Regions from separate parts of the Mus musculus genome. Here region 1 is linked to region 2. The links are chromatin contacts, called in public promoter capture Hi-C maps. All regions are on one chromosome and are shown on one strand. Each heading gives the region's core, a stretch centred on a gene start, on an enhancer-like site or on the middle of the called end of the contact. The rest is flanking DNA. Distances are from core to core; before and after follow the strand shown. Region 1 holds the start of Lamc3 (laminin gamma 3). Region 2 overlaps Ass1 (argininosuccinate synthetase 1).

Region 1 (2,700 bases), core at 180-2,679, 390 kb after region 2:
AAATTTCTGTTGTATGTGCTCAGTGGAAGGTTGGAGGGACCTCAGAGGCTGCCACACAGAACACTGTTCCCAGGGAAGCCACTGTCACTACAGTACAGCTGGTGCTGACTGCAGCAGAGGTGTGTGTGTGTGTGTGTGTGTGTGCTCGTGTGCACATGCGTGCACCATTAGGGCTATGGTTAGCACACAGGGATCTCAACACAGGCTATAGAAGTGAAATATGTAGAGAAACCTTCTTTCTCTGGGACCTCATGTATACCAGAATATTCGTCCAGAAGGACAGAAGCTAGCTCCAGGGACCCTGGCTGCAAAGGCAGATAGAAGGAGAAGATTCGGGGGCAGTCTTAGTGAGACAAGGTGTGGGCTCTGCCACAGCCCCATGGGTGATACAGAAGGGGCCCAGATATCATGTGACTAATGGCTTCTGTGTTGTGCAGTGTGGGTCTCTCGCCTACTCAGTCTCTCAAGGAAATCAATAGAAGCCTTGTAGGTTGAATTGAGACAGTATCTAAGGACCTCACCCAAGCTGAGCCCTTGATTAAGAGATATTAGGGGTGCAGGAGTCTGCTCTGCAGACAGAGGCAAAGAACATGGGCCTCCTTGGTGGTCCGCGTCCACAGCAACAGGAGTCCATTTTCATCCCAAACTTGCCTTTGTCCTCCTCTCAAGGTGTCCTTGTGATCCTGTATCTAGCTAGCAGTGTAAGGAAGGAGGCCCCAGAGGGGGCTAGCACAAGGCTCCCTACCACAATTTGCCCTGTACCCCTGACTACCCATGCCAGACCCCAAGAGAACCACTTCCTTAACCCTGATCATAACTTTCATGCAGGGTTGGAGTCTTACTGGATCTATCCAACCGTGGCTGTGGGAATCTGACGGTGTCCCGCTCCCATGGGATCATTTTGTTTTACTGTCTACAAGGGCCAGAAGGTGCCTTGGGAAGGACATTAGTTTGGTGGAGAGAAGGGGAGGCCTCTGTTGATAAGAGGAAGCCTTTTGATAAATCCCAGGTGACAATATCTGCTTTGGGAGGAGACGCCAGGAGCGCAACACTTTTGACAGAGAACACTGGACAGGTACGGAGGAAAACTGCCAAAGGTCATTCTGTCAGGTGAAGACCTGCGCTTGTCTTGCCTTTCAGCTCAGGAAGGTACACAAGTGCAGAGCTTCCATAGAAGAGCCGCATTAGCAGAATAACTTGGTGTCTCTACCGAGACCATTTTGCAGGGAGGACTGTGGAGCCAGGTTCACAGTTCCCGAGTCCACGACCCAGCCAGAACAAGCAGGCACTCCCAGGCACGTCCAGCAGGTGGGGGTGAGCACGAAGGGACGGAGCTCGGATGGTGGGGTGTCGCCTGCATGGGTCCCGCCCTCAGATGCCGTCGGGTTCCGCCTGCAGGGGAGGACTCCAGGGGCCAGTGGAGCGCAGAGGGGCTAAGCGCAGACCGCAGCGTAGAGTGGATCCCGGAGCAGTGCAGAGCGGGGCGAGGACCATGGCTGTATCCAGGGTCCTGTCCCTCCTGGCAACGGTGGCATCGATGGCGCTGGTGATTCAGGAGACACACTTCGCGGCAGGCGCGGACATGGGCTCTTGCTACGACGGTGTGGGACGCGCACAGCGCTGTCTGCCTGAGTTCGAGAACGCGGCGTTCGGCCGACGCGCCGAGGCCTCCCACACGTGCGGACGGCCCCCGGAGGACTTCTGTCCACACGTGGGGGCACCAGGGGCTGGGCTACAGTGCCAGCGCTGCGACGATGCTGACCCCGGACGACGCCACGACGCCTCCTACCTCACAGACTTCCACAGCCCCGATGACAGCACCTGGTGGCAGAGCCCATCCATGGCCTTCGGGGTGCAGTACCCCACCTCTGTTAACCTGACCTTGAGCTTAGGTAAGCATGCACCCTGTCACCTTATATCCAAACCATGGAGGCCCAGGCAGAGGGCTGTGCACGCTGGGGCAGACTGCAGCACCCCACGGGTAAGGAGTCAGAACCTGCAAGCCCTGGGTAGCAAGAGGTCAGCCCAGGGGGCTCCCCTAAGGGCTTGGGGGAGCAGAAGGCTCCCCTCAGCTGTGGAACTGGGTACAGCAACAATTCCCTGGAAGAACTGTTAAGGAAGGTGGGGGTCATACTTCCATGATGATCTATCTGATCCATCCTCTAAGACCCGAACTTGTAATCCGGTCAGCTTCGATGCCCTGTGGACGGACCTCTGACGCTGTGAGCAGTTTGGGAATGGGCGTTAGGGCAGTTGCCACCAAATGTGAATGCTGTAGTACCCTGGGCAGGACAGCCAGTTTCTTCCTGCCACTGGATAGCCAGCCTGGGCGTTTCGAGTGGCCCCTCCGCATTGTTCTTGATTGCTCCACCCAGACTGAGGCAAGATGAGGGAGCACAAGGCCCTTGAGGCTGGGAACCCAGGGGTCCACTTCTACCTTGAAACTGGACTATTCTCTACCCACTCCAAGTTCAGATGAGCCCAGCGATCTCCTCAGGTTCCTTGCTATGTCCTGAATACTGTGTAAATCTTCCAAAGGTTTGATAACTTGGATTTGGTATTTTCATAACTCATTTTGACACTAAACGTGACCTGAGGCGATTTCTAACCTTGGTGTATCCTAGTAAGGGCCAATATTCATACATTTTGTTACTGGATCTCATTTGAGAGCAGCTTACAGCCGCAGAATGAAGCCTGTGA
Region 2 (2,700 bases), core at 79-2,578:
CATCTTTGTGCCTCTTTGGCTGTGTCACTTTACAAGTCACATTACCTAGGAACTAAGGAGACCTTGGTGGGACCCTAGACACAGTAGAAGTCTTGGGTCCCCTCTCGAACCCTCTGTTGGGAGCAAGGAGTCTCCCTGGGGCTTTACTCTGAGCAGATGGTAGGATGGGCCAGGCCACACTGCAGACTTCTCCCACGAGACCCTCAAACCTCTGGGAGCTGGGAGGGCAGAGGGTGGGAGGTAAGCTGGAGGTGGCAGAGGGTCCCGGGCACAAGCCTCCAACAGCCTGTCCTGGAGGCGCAGGGTAGCCCCAGGCAGAGTTGAAGAAGAGCCAGCTCTCTGAAAAGAGGGAGGGAGGCCCCCTCCCCAGCCTACTCCTCATTCACTCGCTAGTTAATTTATTTGAAGTTTTAATCTAATTATTAACTATTTTAAAAGCTAAGAGGCTTTCTCCGGCGGCAGCACCAACAATGTCAACCTCTCCTCCCAGGCAGGCCCCATCCAAGGCCCCAGCGTTGGGTGATAGATAATAGGACCAGGGAAGGAGAGAAAGAGAGAGGCGAGGGGTAGGGGGTGGAGAGGGGGCTTAAGGTTCATTATTGGGCAGACTTACATTTAATAGCAATTTACAACCAAGTTATAAAACCCCTGGAAATGGGGGTTAAGAATGGTGAGGCTGTCATCGCCCTGAGCGGAGCCCCTCCAAACGGAGCCCGGCTAATAAAGACTCCAAAGCCGCTATTGAGCCCTGATTGGCACCCGATGGCTCGCTACATGGTAATGAGCCAGGCAGATGGGTGGGGGATTAGCCGCCAACTTTGAACAGCTTTTCTTTGTCACTGTTACGGCTCTCTTGTTAGCCCTCTAATACATTTATTACCCATTTCACACCGCTCGAGAAAGTGCCCCTTGCTATTCAAAGTCAACCCCAAACCCACCCACTGCCCCCTCCCCACCACCCCCCTCAACACGGCCCTTCTCTGGCTGAGCTTCGGCTGTCTCCCTCCTGCCACCCCAGACAACACATCCCAGAATTCAAGGCTATCTGCTGGAGCTTGGGTACCCTAAGCTCACCACCCATCAGGTGGCTTTCTGAAGGTCTGGGATACAAGGTTGGGGCAGAGAGGCCCACATCCACCTGTCAAGCATGGCAGAGAGCTACTTAGGGGTGTGTGTGTGTGTGTGTGTGTGTGTGTGTGTGTGTGTGTGTGTGCGCGCGCGCGCGCACACATGCTCGCGCTTGCACACACGCCTGTGCGTACTCATAGGGTCTGGCTGCACCTCGGCCAGGCGGCCCCTGGGTAGCTGGTGGGGACAGAAGGTGCTCACTGGTAAGACAATGGCGAAGCGTGAAATTCAATTAGTTCAGGGCCTGGTTCCAATTTCACAGCCCCTAAATGCTAAAGGGGCAGAGAGAATGGGAGGGAGGGGGCGAGCGTTTTTATTGCATTTTCCTCTTTCATTCTGGGGGGCTTTCTTGCCCCTTCTCTCCCCCCAGCACAGGGCTTTGAAGGAGTCATTCGGACTCCATGTCTGTCACATCCATTTAAGGCGATGTGGGTGGAGGGAGAGGGTGGGGTGGTGGGCACAGGCTGCTCTGCTGAGCCCCAGACTGAAGGCCCACTCTCCTCCCTCTCTGCCCCAGGGGTCCCTGTGAAGGTGACCAACATCAAAGATGGCACAACCCGCACCACATCCCTGGAACTCTTCATGTACCTGAACGAAGTTGCGTGAGTGTCCACAGTCTGCCTGCGACCCCCAGGACCGCCATCTCAAGCAAGCACAGGCCTGGGCCTGTGTGACTAATGGTCACAGCTAAAGTTCATGACCTGGAGGTCTGGCAGTTGGCCTTGTAGACATAGAGTGCCCTGAGCCGAGGGTATTGGTTTGGCATTGGTATTGGTTTAAATCCACAAACCATGAACACAAAAGTTCCAAGGCTACCACCACCTTCTATGGTGGGACCAGCTGGGGCTGCAGGCCTTTGGCTGAGCCAGGCATTAGGACAAAGAAAGATAAATCCTCAGTGAGGGTTAGGGTCAAGCAAGTCCCAGTATAGATGTAGCGGGCGGAGCACCCAGGGTGACCCAGACAATCCGTTCTCTTTCAGGGCCTTAGGTTACCCACTTCTCTCCACTTGGGCCTGTTTTCCTGGCTCAGGTGAGCTGAGACATAGAGCCTGAGAGTCAGTATGCCCATAGTTAGGTCTTCAGCCAAGCCAAGGGCACCTGCTCAGTGGGTGGCCTCTGTCCTCAAGCTTTGTGCCAGCACCTGAGTCCAAGTGACGTGTTTCTTTTCAGGGGCAAGCACGGAGTGGGTCGCATTGACATCGTGGAGAACCGCTTCATTGGAATGAAGTCCCGAGGTAAGTGGATTCGACACCCAGGGCTGGTTTCGGCACTTTCCAGAGCTCCTGTACCACCTGGGTGTCACCTTTCACCCCAGGCCACCTTGGCTGCCCCTTGCTTTCTCTTACACCCCGATGAAGTGAGGACTGGAGATGAAGTGTGAACAGTGGCCTTTGCACTGACTTCTTGGGGTGCTTCGAGAGGAGCCGCCTCTAGTGTTGGGAGGGGTCTGGGAGAGAGGTCGGCCTGGAGGTCAGGCTGTCTTGTGTCACGGGCGGGCCAGTCAGGTTAAGAGGCGGACCATGCAGGGCCAATTTCGTGGTCATTAAGGCACTTCTAGCACCAGGCACGC

Evidence for each region. Promoter capture Hi-C pulls out the DNA fragments that hold promoters and counts their contacts.
Region 1: a contact with region 2 is called in a promoter capture Hi-C map of liver, with 2.1 times the contacts expected there. The contact joins the promoter of Lamc3 here to the enhancer-like site in region 2. A contact is called at or near these places in 10 of 39 promoter capture datasets (the C10 cell line, the HPC-7 cell line, embryonic stem cells and 5 more), 4 of 15 datasets of contacts at CTCF or cohesin (embryonic stem cells, large pre-B cells, pro-B cells and 1 more), 11 of 484 Hi-C or Micro-C datasets (the 63-12 cell line, B cells, CD8 T cells and 7 more), 3 of 115 datasets of contacts at active chromatin or transcription factors (embryonic basal ganglia, embryonic hindbrain and embryonic midbrain) and 3 of 9 other capture datasets (embryonic stem cells, embryonic tail and liver).

The regions. Positions count from the first base shown.
Region 1 is chr2:31,885,852-31,888,551 of GRCm38.p6, forward strand. It overlaps Lamc3 (laminin gamma 3), which reads left to right and starts at 1,430. Exons shown (of 28, transcript NM_011836.4): 1 at 1,430-1,892. The coding sequence starts at 1,493.
Region 2 is chr2:31,499,188-31,501,887 of GRCm38.p6, forward strand. Ass1 (argininosuccinate synthetase 1) reads left to right here. Exons shown (of 16, transcript NM_007494.3): 11 at 1,646-1,730; 12 at 2,301-2,365. Among named protein-coding and RNA genes, the nearest start is that of Ass1, 30 kb to the left of the region's middle. Within about 2 kb of position 1,329, at least 21 of the 459 cell types and tissues checked have an H3K27ac peak or open chromatin away from gene starts, as enhancers often do. A contact at or near this core is called in embryonic basal ganglia, embryonic tail and liver, where this site is marked.